Regions from separate parts of the Mus musculus genome. Here all the other regions are linked to region 4. Evidence: chromatin contacts called from public promoter capture Hi-C data. All regions are on one chromosome and are shown on one strand. Each heading gives the region's core, a stretch centred on a gene start, on an enhancer-like site or on the middle of the called end of the contact. The rest is flanking DNA. Distances are from core to core; before and after follow the strand shown.

Region 1 (2,700 bases), core at 88-2,587, 2.0 Mb after region 4:
AGCTTCTAAAATGTGCCAGTAAGAACTCTAATGTATGACCTTAGGAACATATTATGTACCTCGAAATGGTCCTATATTCTAGCAGAATGGGTTAAATGTTTCTGCGAGAGTTAAATGGTTTCCATGTGTTGTATTGTCTGCTAAAGGCATAAATAGAAGGAATGGGGATGAAGAAGAGGACGAATGGGAAATTGTTCAGGTCCCAGTACAACCTTAAAGGAAATGATGCAGTGCAAGGGGAGACAGGATCACAGGAAAATGAATTAGGTAAACAACTGCACCAAGCATCAGAAATATTTCCATCTCTGAAGAGATACATTTTCTTCAAGAGGTCACCAGTCTAATGGTGTCAAGCTGGTTCCGGACTCTGGGTTGCTACTGAGGACCGCAAGAGTAGGCAGAGGAGTCCACTCCCAGCCAATCCCAAGGTTTCCATTCTTACAATCACTGCCACAAACGGTTACTGGGAGGCGTGACCTGTTTAAAGGGAAGGAGGCCGGGTCCTTGTTACCTTGTTAGCTACAGAGTTGTCAAGACGATCGTGGGGCGGATGACACGGAAAGACCCAGACAGAATACTGCAATAACTCCTATCTCCAGGAAGGGAAAGACAATATCTCTGTCACAGAGAGCCCAGGCGCAGCGCTGTCCCATTCTTCAGCGTCCCACCGCGCGTGCCCCTTACTGCCCTGGCGACTCGCAGGGCGCGGGGATCTGGCGCTCGGCGGGCTCCGCTCCCTCCCCCGATTCGGCCGCGGGTGTGCGCGTGTCGCCGCGCCAGGCTGCGTGCGCGGAAGCCAGCGACGCGGTTGGCCGACGCCGCCCTCGGGCTGCCCCCGCCCGGCCCGACACTGTCACCCGCTCCGAGGCCGCGGCGCCGCCTCCTGCCGCCGGGAGCGCGGCCTGCCCGGGAGGCGCTCGCTGCAGCCGCCCCGCGGCCCCGCTGCGCACACCGCCGCCCACCCGCGGCCGCCGCGCGCCCCGCCCGCTCCCATCCTCGCTCAGAATGACTGACTGCGAAGCTCTGGCGGAGCAGCCGCGGTGGCGCAGGCGGGAGCGGCAGGAGGAGTGCTGAAGACAGCGGCCGAGCCGGAGTGGACGCCGCGTCGGGACCAGCCCGCAGCTCCAAGGTAGCGACGCGGTGCAGAGGACTCGCGTGGGGCCTGGACTGAGCGCGACCAGGTGACTCTCCCCGGCTCGGCCGTCGGCCCAGCGGGGGGTTGGGGGGGACTCGCCTGGCGGGCGTGGGCACTGCGCGGCGTGGCCCGCTCCTGCAATCCGGGGGTCTCGGTCGCAGAGTTGGCGCGAGCTCCGGTTGCGGAGCGGGGGCGGGGGCGGTGCGGTGGGGCAGGCGGGAGCTCCACGCCGACCGCCCCTGCCTCCGGAGCCCGCCACGTAGAGTGGACGGATTGCTTTGTGGCGCACCCCGGGATCGCGGGATGCGGGCGTGGGGTGCTCCTGCGTGTGTTCTCGCGCCGGGTCACCCGGCCGGAAAGTGAACCCCGCGCTGACAGCAGGTGGCTGTCAGGCCCCTCACCTTTGGGCTTGAATCTTAGGGACTCGCGCACACGGTGCCAGCGCCTAGGGAGCGTGCGCGAAGGGGCGACCGAGGGATTTGTGAATGGTGCTTCTGAGAGGAGGCTGTGCCTTGCTGATGCAAAGGGGCTAGTATCCCGAGTGAGAAGAAAGGCTATTTATGGCAGAGTTGTGGGGTTCCCTTCTGTGTACGCTGAGCCCCTCCTGCTTGGAACTGGAAGCAATTCTGCAATTCTGCTTTTTTTTTCCCCCCTTCTGGAACCTGCTCTGTAAAACGAAAGAAGGAAGTCTGAAGTAGACTCCGGTGTGTACAGGTAGAAGTGCTTCTTGGAGGTCATGAACCCCTGCTCTGCCATTTCTGAGAGTCCTAGCTGTCTGTTCCTGCTACCTCTTCAGGTCCCCACTAAGACCACAGGACAGAAAACCTGCTTGCTTTCAGCAGCTTTCACTGGTCAAACCATTGCAGTTGAGCACTTTTCTTCTGAAATGAAACACACACCCTCCATTCTTCCCTTCCCATGAGGGCTGTTCAAAGAATGTTCACCTATTTTACACGAAGAGATGTTATTCAAAGCCCCTGGGAGAATGTTGCTATGTGAGTTTATGTCGACACCGACTCTTTAAATCTAGTTACTGGGGACAACCTAGAGTACTCTTCATCTAGGCTATAGAATAATTAGTTTGTTTTGGTTTCCCTTTGTGCTTTCTTTAAACAAGTGCCAATTACAGGGTCATAATTTGAAGCTTAGATGTAAGTTGGGTCAGTGTCTACCAGAGTACCTTAGCAAATTTATTATGTCCTTTGAAGAAGCAAACTGTGTTTCTATATAACTGCTGACTGGACTGTGACAGTGGAACATTGCTTCAATTAATTTTAAGCTGAATTCTCCTTGAGACTGCCATATATAATTTTTTTGTTTTAAAAATCAGACTGAAATTCCATATTACATATGACTGCACCTTTGGTAGTCTCTCTCTCTCTCTCTCTCTCTCTCTCTCTCTCTCACTCACTCACACACACACACACACACACACACACACACACAAAGCATCAACCTATTATTAGAGTGATTTGTCTTCACCTCATTTAATTAAAGAGACTGACCAGAACTGTTTTGATTTAAAAAAAAATGTATGTGTGGTAAGCCCCAGGTTAAAGAGCTTT
Region 2 (2,700 bases), core at 64-2,563, 1.6 Mb before region 4:
GAGTCCCATGTTCTAATGTCTATGACAGGCAAAGGGACTCTGCAGGTTGCTAAAAGAGAAAAGTAAACCAATCCAACCATAAAACCCTTGATCTACAATTTGTCCTGCTTGGAAAATATGCTAGGGCAATGGTGGCACAAACCACGTGGAGTAACCAACTGATTTCAGATTTGACTTAAGGCCTACACCATGAGATGGAAGGAACCCATACCTGACACTGCTCAGGTGACCAAGAACCAGAACCTAGGACAAAACCAAATACTACTGGTCTAAGAAAAACAAAAGGGTAACAATAAAATGACTCAATAATAGTCTGCTAGGCTCATATGGCAGTGCCTTATTCAGCCATCATTAGAGAGGCTTCAACCTGCAGCAGATGGGAATAAACACAGTGACCCACAACCCTTTCAGTGCTGTGTTTGTTTTCAAAGGTGGGGAGGGAGGGAGGGAGAAAGGGAGGGAGGGAGGGAGGGAGGGAGGGAGGGAGAGAGAGAGAGAGAGAGAGAGAGAGAGAGAGAGAGAGAGAGAGAGAGAGAGAGAGAGAGAGAGAGAGCCAGAGAGAGCCAGAGTCACCTTGGAACACACAGCTCTAAAGATGTCTCCCTTAAATTCCTTCAGAGCTCAGCAAACCTGCAAAAGAGTGTTCACTTTTTTTCTGTTGGCTTGTGTAGCTTTGATGTGAAGGTTTTCATTTCTTTACATATCTGGCCCCTGCCCTTACTCTGCAGTTGGATTCAGTTGGACAGCAGCTTCTCCATTGCAGCTCAGTTAGGGTTCATTATTAATTACATCCTTACAGGCTTCCCAGCTTTGGCTTTCTAGGCCTCTTTGAAATTCTCAAAAAAGTTCTGTAACCCCCTGAACATACTCCATAATCTATTTATTATACATATAGGTTTACCATGTGGTGCTTAATGTGTGATCTGAAAATTAATAATCAAGACTGGAATAAAAGAACCCCAGCTAGAATTGCCAAGGAAAGCAGATTCCCTGGGAACTGGTTGCCACTGAAATTGCTACAACTTGTGGATATTGTCACTTAATAAATATTTCACAGACCTAGAAATTTGTCCAGAGCATCAGGACTCACAAGTGGCTTACTCATGATGGAGATACTTTCTTCTTCCCTGTCTTCTCAGATACTCAGTACTGAAAATTCAAGCAGCCAGGTTTCAAAATGACCCTAGAAATGCCTGTGAGAAAGATGTTAGTGGTGTGGGACAAGCAGGCACTTACTGGAAAGAACTATGACGTAAGGGACTGGGCAGTGCCCTTGGGAGGAGTTAGGGAAGCTAGGTCACTTGCTTTTGGGAGCCCATCTGACATACCAGAGCCGCGGGTGGCTGTGCACCGCAGGGATGTATTTCAGCTGGGCTGCAGGAAGCCGGAAGCCTCGGCGCCTGAAGGCGGGAACCAGCGGCATTGAACTCTTGCAGGCAGCCAGCGGGGAACACCACTCGCTCCTACTGTTCAGCAACCACAGGGTGTATTCCTGCGGGGACAACAGCTGGGGACAGCTGGGCCAGAGGAGAGACCAGAGTACCGAAAGGCCAGGTGACTTCCAAGCTCCTGAGCAGGTGCTCAGGACAGTATGTGGGGGCCTCGGGTCCAGGGGACCAGGGGACCAGGGGACCAGGGATACCGGGTGGCTGGACCAGGGATATCAGAAGCTGGAACCCTGTTTTAAGCAGCTTGCATCAACTGGTCAACTCCTAGAGCTCTGGAGTTTGTATTTGTTTCGGTTTCCAATTCCTCTTCATTGAGAAACTGAAAGCAAAAAAGCAAGCTTTCCTCTGGATAGAAAGAAAGTCCCTCCTCCTTACCAAGCTAAGCCTGAGAGAACTTTCTGGAGGGGGTGGGGTGGGGGGAATCTGATTTCCAAACCGAAAAGCTTAGCAATAACTTGGGGCATCTTCTCTCCTAAGGTTTTGTTTTTGTTTTTTGTTTTTTTAAAAAAGTATAATAGCATTTTTCGGCATTAAAGCTGATGTAGGAAAGTACTAAAGAAGCCACCTGTAGGGTCTTGAGAGATGGCTCGGTGGTTAAGAGTTCAGCTCCTGACACTTATGCGGCAGTTTACAACTACCTATAATTACAGTTCCAGAGGATCCTATGCCTCTATGGGTACCAGCACACACATATATGCACACAGTGATGCGCAAGCGCAAGCGCGCGCGCGCACACACACACACACACACACACACACACACACACACACGTAAAAATAATAAAATATTTAAAATTTAAAAAGTCACCTATAATTACACCAAAAGCAACTCTAAGACCATTGCAGCTCCTCGTTTTATCTTCTGCTTATGTATTTAATTTTTATAGGAATTTTGTCATTATGAGTTATTGTAATTGTATCTAAACAAGAAGTTGTGGTTTTACCAAAACATTAATCCACTAGGGGATTTTATATATGATATTGATTCACTTCTAAGTAACTTCAAACTAACTAAAGTTCTAGTTTGTTTTTCTGGTTTTAATTATCTATTTTTGCCACTTTATATGCTAAGCAAGCACTCTACCACTGGACTATTTTACATTCCCATTGACTATATTTGATTATGTGTGTAGAATAATTTGAAGAACTGTGTAGAACACGAAAACTATTCCTCTGTCCCTTTGGATTCAGTTTCTGGAAGCTACAAATTTAACTTGAAAAAAATGAATAGGCAAAAAACAGCATGGGATTTT
Region 3 (2,700 bases), core at 115-2,614, 1.4 Mb before region 4:
TGGTTTCTAAGCTTTTAAAAATATGAACAACAAGAAGAAAGAAAACCAGAAGTGGCACTTCTCAAAAACGTTAAATGTTAAAAAAGAAGAAGAAGAAGAAGAAGAGGAGGAGGAGGAGGAGGAGGAGGAGGAGGAGGAGGAGGAAGGAGAAGGAGAAGGAGAAGGAGAAGGAGAAGGAGAAGGAGAAGGAGAAGGAGAAGGAGAAGGAGAAGGAGAAGGAGAAGGAGAAGGAGAAGGAGAAGAAGAAGAAGAAGAAGAAGAAGAAGAAGAAGAAGAAGAAGAAGAAGAAGAAGAAGAAGAAGAAAGGAAAGAGAGAGAGTGAGCGAGAGAAACAGAAAGAAAAGAAAAAAGAGGTATTTCAAAGAAAAACGAGCAATCTTTGCTCTGATCCGAACTTAGAGCTTGGAGAAACTGTTCCCTTAACTCTCCTGGAAAGAAAGACTTTTCCTCCAGCATAAATGAGAATCTTTCCAAGCACCGCTGACTCCCCAACCAAGGAAGTTTACAGTTTTCTGAGGCAGGACAGTGATAGTCAGAGGGGCATCCTTACCCACTTAAACTGACTTTATTAATACAAAAATCTTTCAAAATACTGAAGCTGTGGAGGTATGAACAAACCTCCAAACCCCAATCCATATTTTACACACCAGATTTTACACATCCACTCTTTTGCCTTTGAATGAACCCGCTGGAGCAGGAAGGGTGGTTCGCGTCACAGGATGTCGCAGTTCAGTCGACCGCAGCCCCGCTCTAACCCTGGCTGTACCTCGGCGGTGCTTCCACCCACCATCAAGTTTCCGCGGCTTCACAACAGTACACCAACCACCCAAGCTCCCCGTGGGATTTTTCTCCTCGCCTCTAAAAGCCTGCACTTCATCTCCAAAGGCAGAAATGTCCCTGTCCCTCCTACCAGCTGCGGGAGGCGCCGCCCCAGGCCCCGAGAGACAGGGAGCGCGTGTGGACACGCACAAAGGTCCCTCCCGGGGACGCAAGCCCGAGCAAGCAGCGAGAGGGAAACGGGGCGCCGACAGGAGGAGGAGGCGCGCAGGGAGGACAGGGGGTCCCGGCATCAGACCCCTCCGCCGCCCCACACCGCAGACTCGCGAGCTCCGCAATGCCCTTCCCGCGTCCCTTCTCCCGAAGGCGCGGGGAACCGGCGGCCCTACCTCCACTAGCAGCCCGAGCAGCAGCGCCGCCACCCTGCCGAGCCGGCGGCCCATGGCTCCAGCGAGGACCGTCCGAAGCCGGGCTGTACGGCCAGCTCAGGGCCAGTCCGCACCCCGGGACGGGCGGGTGGACTCCGGGGATACGAGCTGAAGCCGGCAGAAGGACGCGCGGCAAGCCGGCGGAGCTCGAGGACGTGCCAGGCCGCCCTCGCCGCGCGCCCCCGATCCACCTCACGGGCGCGCGCTCGTGGGCTCGGAGCCTGCAAAGTCTGTGGAGCGCGCTGCGGGACGCGGAGACAGCGGGGCTGGGTGAGAAGACGGCCTGATGTCTCCTCTCTCGGAAGAGACCATCTTGTCTCACCTTGATAGTTCTGGGAAGGTTTTTATAGGACACCGGGTTTGGGAGCTGGGGGATGGATACGGATGGACCCATCACTGGGTCTTCCTGAAGTTTCTAGCCACGGAGACATTCTCACTGAGGTTCCTGTAGGTAAGGTGGGAGGTCCACTCCGCCCCAGGACAGTTAAAACCACAAGGAAAGGACAGCTGGTTGCAAAAGGTTAGTGTAGGTTTATGCCAACATCTTTCTGCCTGACTCTGCTAGGACCCCACCTTTGGACTCCACAGTGCACCTCACCTTTGAGGTAGGCTCTTTGACCATAGGGAATTGCTGCTAACTATTCTTACTTTCTCTCAGACATTCCCCTCTGGCCCCTCTCCACACACACATAACAATAAGGCTCAGATGACATCTGAATTTACTGAACTTACTGAAGCATTGGTTGAACTTGTATCAGACCTGAGCTGGAGGCCAAATATGTAGAGGTGAACAAGAAAACAGCTAGTTTAAACTATGATGCGTAACGCTGAGTACAGAGATCAGGAAATAGAATCAATCCTTTAGGTTCAGAGAGATCCCTAAACAAGTAGCAACACTTGCCAGGAAAGGCTGAAGATTTGAGCTTCTCCCTGGATATGTAAGATGGAAACAGAATCGTCTCGTTGTATCACATGGGCACATGGCATACATGCATACCTTCAGACAAACACATCACGCACACAAATGAATTAATTTTTTTTTTTTTTAGCAACTAGAGTTCGTTAAATTACAGAACCACCTCCAACAGGATATGGAGGGAAGACAGAAAAACGGATCTCTCACAGGCGAGTCTTAAATACTTTGCCAACTTTCAGTACACATACTTGGTTAAGATAGAGCATACACCATGAAACTATACCTGCTATAACTGGCAAGCAAAGAAGGAAAAAAAAAAAAACTGGCCTCATGATTACCCTCAAATTCCATGTTCCAACACAATAATAGCTTCCTGAAGTTTTATAGTAACAGGATAAAAATAAAAAATCAAGCCCTTTAGTGGAGGCACTAAGTAGATAGGTTATAGTGGAGCAGGGAAATCTCTGCTTTGGCCCTGATGATATTCTTAATTCTGGTCACTAGAAGCAGTTTCTTTGGGGAGTTGTTTCTGTGCACACAGAATTGACTCAAAGCCTGTAAAGGATCGTTGGGCTATGG
Region 4 (2,700 bases), core at 103-2,602:
TTTGCGCACTCCTTAAGAACGAGAAGGGAGAAGGGAAGTTTTTAAAAGCAATATGAATGAAATTGTTCTTTACTAGGAATGGTCATTTGGAACCACTCAGATTGCTTCCTTGTAAGCTTGAAGCGGGTGAGAGTTATGGGAAGTCTACTTTCAGGCAAAACTAGGGCTTGTCCAAAGTCATCCATAGGACAGCAGAGATAGATCAAAGATCAAAGGATTTCCATCCAGCAGGCCAGAGAGTGGAAGGGTGGGACTCTGAGAATAGCAGCACAGAGAAGGCTTGGGAGACAAAAGAGGGCCAGTAATCAACATTCTTTCTCTGCAGAGTGAATGAATGCTTGGTTTGATTTCCCTCTCTCCTGGTGCTAGAATTCTAGAGAAACAAACAAATAAACAACCTCTTCTGAAACAGAATAATCCACATTAGGTTGTAGTTTGTGGAAGAAGGATTTAAAAACAACACCACCTAAAAAACTATTATGCAAGAGAGGGGCTCTACGCTGGGACTGGATACAGGTGGAAGTCTTGAAATTCCCCTTTGACAGCAGGAAGTGGTCCTTATATTCCTGCACCAGCATTAAGGTCATCAGTGCCGACCGTCATGCTGGCTGGCCTCTGGTATCCGGCTCTGTGTTGCCGCAGCCGCAGAAGAGGGCAAAGAGGCTCTGTGCACTCCCTGGGCCTTTTTATTTTTACATTTGATAACTAGATTTAAGAAAAATAACAAGTATCAAGTACAACCTTTAATCTCTTAAATTTCACAGTAGGTATTCCAAATATTTGATTTTTGGCTTTTGGTAATTATATAATTTTTCAAAAAACAAAACAAAACAAAACAAAACACCACAGTGGATTTAAGACTATTCATTTAATAATTTAACTTCATAAAACATCAATACTAAATTGTAACATTGTAAACATGATTAAAATATATCTTAAGCTACTGAAGAAAGAAAAAAGAAAAAAACAACATGATCCTCAAAACAGCACAACTCTCACTTCCTTGGACACAAATATAGGAAAATTACCCAAATGATACTAACAGAACAACCTGTTAGTTAGAAGATAACAGAAGAGAGTCCTTGAGGGAAGATTCCTGGAAGGTTACAGCTGTAAACTCATTAGGGCCTTAAAATATTCCCTGAGTCTTACCAGAAAGAAAACCTTGCTATTATTCCCTTCTCATCTGCAAAGTCCGGCCACCTAGAATCACCCTGCGTCGCCCTCTGCTGGTCTCAGCCGTGAGCCACACGCTGGGTGTCCGGAGGCGGAGCATTGGCCAAGCCCCGCCCCTCCCCCAGAAGCCGCGCCCCCGTCAGCGGGCTCGCCCGCGCATCCCGCCCCTCGCCGACAACACGTTCCTGCGGGGGCGCGCGCGCGCACCTAATCCCCTGCCTTCCGGCTCGGCCGCGCAGCTCCGTTGCGCGCTCGCTCTGCGGTGGCTGGCGGGGTCGACTTCGCTGGGGACTTCCTCTGCTGGCTCTGCGTTCTGGCCGGTCAGGCGGAGCGATGCCCGCACCCTGCTTCCCGGCGTCCCGCGCGCCTGGTGACCAGTCGCTCGCTGTAGGGCTGCGGCCGTGACCCTCTGCCTCCGACTTTCACCCAGCGTCCGGCTCGGAGCTTGCTGGCCGGCGGTCTCGGAGAGGCCCTGGTAGTGTCAGGAGGTAGGCTCTCAGCTCCCGGGTGGTGCCTGCGAGCGTTATTTGTCTATTACCTGTCAGGTTGATAGGTGGCAATGTCCTAGACACAGTTGCAGGGGTAGGTATGAGTTATACGGTGGACTGATACTGAAAGGAAAACGTGTTTGGTATTTTCCTATAGGTTTCAAAGGCTCGAGTACCTCTACCACCCCAGCAGCTACTTCTGTGGTCATGGAGATCTTCTTGCACCAGGATTACTGTATGGTCTTCACCCAGCCTACCACCCCCTAGTTGCAGCCTTGGGTCCTGATTTCCACCAATGAAGTTTTTTATCCTTTCTTGAATCATGTGACATCACTTGTCCGCTGTTTCCCTTTCAGTTGCCATTAGCAATAAGTTCTTTTTGGTTTAAAGTACTGAGTTGTTTGCCTGTCCACTTACATTCTAAGAGGTGAGACAGCTCACCTCTGCTCGCTGTGACTTTCATAGGTACTCATCAAGAGTCCTTGCCTTGAAGAGAGCGTTCACTCACTTGGCTGTCTGACACAGACATCAACAGTCAGGCTGTGAGGCTTCCTGCTCCGTGTTTCTGTCTGTTAAGTGTGCAAGCCCGAGTAAAACTGTTTTCTTGAACGTAGCATAAGAAAAAAAGAAAAAGAAAAAAAGACCCATGGTAATGGCAAAAATTGATCATCATGAGAATGTTTTAGAAACCTCGGTAGGACAATATTGATTCAACTTAGAGCTTTCAGTAAGGCTGCAATTTAATGAAAAGAGCAAGGAGGAAGAAGAGAAACAAGGGTTATCTGGAGCTATTCGTTGTCATAGGAACAGGTTAAGTTCTAAAATGCAAAGGGAAAAACTCGGACTTTCGTTGAAAATTGTTATAACATCCAAGTCTTAGGGAACAGCTGAGGACTCTTAAGCCTCCATTTTCTGGTCTCTTTGTGTTCAAATCTAAGTTGTTAATTGTCTAAAATAATTAGACTAAAATGTTGGGGAAACGTAAACGTGTGGTCCTGACAATTAAAGACAAACTTGACATTATTAAGAAGCTTGA
Region 5 (2,700 bases), core at 112-2,611, 1.5 Mb before region 4:
TGGTTCATACACATGACAGGAAACTGGGAATAATAGGCGTTTTAAAAAGATTGAAGCCAAGCCGGTCATGGTGGCACACGCCTTTAAGCCCAGCACTTGGGAGGCAGAGGCAGGCGGATTTCTGAGTTCGAGGCCAGCCTGGTCTACAAAGTGAGTTCCAGGACAGCAGGGCTACACAGAGAATCACTGTCTCGAAAAACAAAACAAAACAACAACAAAAAAATCAAAAAAAAAAAAAAAAAGCAAACAACAACAACAAAAACAAAACAAAAAAAGATTGAAGCCAGAAGTGGTAGTTAACTCCTGTAATCTCCTGCTCTCAGGAGACTGATGCAGGAAAAGTATCACAACTTTGAGGCTAGCCTGGGCTATAAAAAGAGTTCCAGGAAAGACCAAACCAAATAGAGAAACTTGTCTCCCCTTCCCCCATCAAAGAATGGAGAGGCTGGAAAGATCAGTATGTCAATAGTATTTGCCCTGAGTTTTGATCATGTCTGAATGTCTCTCTCCCTGTCTCTGTCTCTCTCTCCACACACACACACACACACACACACACTCAGGCAAGTGCACGTGCGACAAAAAAAAAGGGGGGGGGGAGAAAGGAAAGAATGAAGAAACGAGCCAAAGGAAGAAAAGAAAGAGAGAGAGAGAAAGAGAGAGAGAGAGAGAGAGAGAGAGAGAGAGAGAGAGAGAGAGAGAGAGAGAGAGAGAGGAAGGAAGGTAGGTAGATAGGTCGGTCCGGACGCTGGCCCTGATACTGTGTTTCAAAAGGTAGAGAGAGAGAGAGAGAGAGAGAGGAAGGAAGGTAGGTAGGTAGATAGGTCGGTCGGGACGCTGGCCCTGATACTGTGTTTCAAAAGGTTCTGGAGCCTAGCCAGTCTCAGAAACCAAGTCTTTCTTTAAAGCCTCCAGGAGAGATTGTAAAGAGCAGCCAATGGCGAGCCAGAGAAAAGCTCACGCGGGTCCTGGGCGGGGCTGACCCTAGCATAGGGGTCGGCCGGGCGGATGGCATCCAGGGAGTAAGCTTCTGATCCGCTGGCGGGCCCACAGGCCACCACCCTTCCTCGGGCCAAGGCGGCAGATGAGTCTCACCTAAGCGGCTTCTTGGAGAGCGGACACACCAGGAACTGCAGCAGCGCCGGGTGGAAGGTGTGGGGCTGCTCAGCCCTCTCGCTCTGGTCAGAGCAGAGCCTGGCCCCGGGCACTTGCAGAAACCTCCCGGCGACTGCAGACAGTGCGCGGAGCCTCCGCAGCGCCGGGGCGAGCCTGCGGCACGTGGCGCTCAGCATGGCGGCTCAGAAGATGGACGAAGCAGCGCTCGGAACTTCACTGCTCTCACACCAGAGCCGCGGAGGTCACCCTGGCCCGGCCCCGCCCCCGGCGCCCGGTCCCGCCCCCGGCCCCGCCCCCGGTGCGCTGCTGATTGCTTCGCCAGCACAGCTTGAGTCGGTGGTGTGGTTCCCAGGGCAGACCGACATTCCCCGGGTCAGTGGCTGCACCACCGCTTTTACAAAACTGTAAACTAAAGCAGTACTCATTCAGGTGTCCAACTTTTCAGTAGGGCTAATCACAAAGGTGCCAATTAGTCAGGGACCGGACTCCAGTCACACGGAGCTCGGCTTCAACTTAGTTTTATCTTCAAGGACTCTTCAACACAAGCATATTGTGTTAGAGGCAACAGCAGGTTTAATATTAATCATACAGTAAGTATCACAAGCAAAAATTTAAGAGCCTGAAGAAAATGGCTTTTTTCTCCTTTTCCGTAAGCTGTGAAGGCTTTTACAACTTGAGGGTTGTTAGTTGTGAATACTATGGTAAAGCACATCTAATGCATGCTTGGACCCCTTTGGGGGGCAGGAGGATCCTTTCACAGGGGTCACTGAAGACCACAGGAAAACACAGACGTTTACATATTTACAATTCATAAATATCAAAATTACAGTTATGAAGTAGCAATGAAGATAATATTATGGTTGGGAGTCATTACAGCATCCTGTATTAAAGGGTCACAGCATTAACAAAGTTTGCTTTGAGTCGCAGGCGGGAATGTCTGAAAGTCAAACAGAGGCAGCTGAGATTGAGTTAATGTGTAGGAAAGGCCTCTGGAGTGCTGGCACTTCTGAGGGGCTTTAGCTGTCTGCTGGGAACCCATATGGCTACTGAAATCTTGTCAATGTTCGTCCTTTGAGCTCTTGAAAAGTACACATGTTCTGCCTCAAAGCTTTGCCACTATATGTGACCTATGAGGGAAGGGACAAAAGGGCAGGAACAAGAAAGGCAGGAAGTCACTTAGCTGAACTTCTGGCAAAAGATAACTCTGACCTTACAGATGTCTCCTCTGCATACCTGCTTTCTCCAGCCCAGGCTCCTCCTGTCCCAAGATGTATGCAAAGCTCTCTGATATCCTTGCAAAAACACTGGTCTCTGGAGGTCACCCAGATGATGAGGGAGCGTGGAAGGAAATGGCAAGAATGCTAACATTAAGGCCATGAGTGGGACTCAGCAGAAGGCTTGCCTACCCTGCACTGTCCTAAGTTGTAAAACATCTTTTTAAAACAATAAAACAATTTAGAGCTAATGTCTCTACAGCTGTGAGCTGGGTGTAGGCTGAGAGCCAGTTGGACTAGTTTCTTACTGGGTGAAGCGGAAATGGATCTTCCAGGTCCCTGTGTTTCCTAACTTGTCAATTAAAACAAAAAC

Evidence for each region. Promoter capture Hi-C pulls out the DNA fragments that hold promoters and counts their contacts. Capture Hi-C pulls out chosen DNA fragments and counts their contacts.
Region 1: a contact with region 4 is called in a promoter capture Hi-C map of hippocampal neurons, with 4 times the contacts expected there. The contact joins the promoter of A730020E08Rik here to the promoter of Tigd2 in region 4. A contact is called at or near these places in 2 of 39 promoter capture datasets (cranial neural crest and hippocampal neurons).
Region 2: a promoter capture Hi-C map of pre-B cells shows a contact between it and region 4, with 5 times the contacts expected there. The contact joins the promoter of Herc6 here to the promoter of Tigd2 in region 4. A contact is called at or near these places in 6 of 39 promoter capture datasets (the 3T3-L1 cell line, the C10 cell line, liver and 1 more) and 2 of 9 other capture datasets (adipose tissue and liver).
Region 3: a promoter capture Hi-C map of adipose tissue shows a contact between it and region 4, with 4 times the contacts expected there. The contact joins the promoter of Vopp1 here to the promoter of Tigd2 in region 4. A contact is called at or near these places in 3 of 39 promoter capture datasets (the 3T3-L1 cell line, hippocampal neurons and pre-B cells) and 2 of 9 other capture datasets (adipose tissue and liver).
Region 5: a promoter capture Hi-C map of pre-B cells shows a contact between it and region 4. The contact joins the promoter of Pyurf here to the promoter of Tigd2 in region 4. A contact is called at or near these places in 15 of 39 promoter capture datasets (the 3T3-L1 cell line, 3T3-L1-derived adipocytes, the C10 cell line and 10 more), 1 of 484 Hi-C or Micro-C datasets (CD4 T cells), 1 of 115 datasets of contacts at active chromatin or transcription factors (astrocytes) and 2 of 9 other capture datasets (adipose tissue and liver).

The regions. Positions count from the first base shown.
Region 1 is chr6:61,179,473-61,182,172 of GRCm38.p6, forward strand. A730020E08Rik (RIKEN cDNA A730020E08 gene) reads right to left here and starts at 1,338. Exons shown (of 3, transcript NR_040287.1): 1 at 1,235-1,338; 2 at 512-589. It overlaps Ccser1 (coiled-coil serine rich 1), which reads left to right and starts at 853. Exons shown (of 11, transcript NM_183310.2): 1 at 853-1,181.
Region 2 is chr6:57,579,679-57,582,378 of GRCm38.p6, forward strand. Herc6 (hect domain and RLD 6) reads left to right here and starts at 1,314. Exons shown (of 23, transcript NM_025992.2): 1 at 1,314-1,554. The coding sequence starts at 1,359.
Region 3 is chr6:57,823,761-57,826,460 of GRCm38.p6, forward strand. Vopp1 (vesicular, overexpressed in cancer, prosurvival protein 1) reads right to left here and starts at 1,365. Exons shown (of 5, transcript NM_146168.1): 1 at 1,167-1,365. The coding sequence starts at 1,220.
Region 4 is chr6:59,207,518-59,210,217 of GRCm38.p6, forward strand. It overlaps Tigd2 (tigger transposable element derived 2), which reads left to right and starts at 1,353. Exons shown (of 2, transcript NM_001081145.1): 1 at 1,353-1,664; 2 at 1,822-2,700. The coding sequence starts at 2,633.
Region 5 is chr6:57,690,717-57,693,416 of GRCm38.p6, forward strand. It overlaps Pyurf (Pigy upstream reading frame), which reads right to left and starts at 1,362. Exons shown (of 2, transcript NM_025574.3): 1 at 1,093-1,362. The coding sequence starts at 1,289.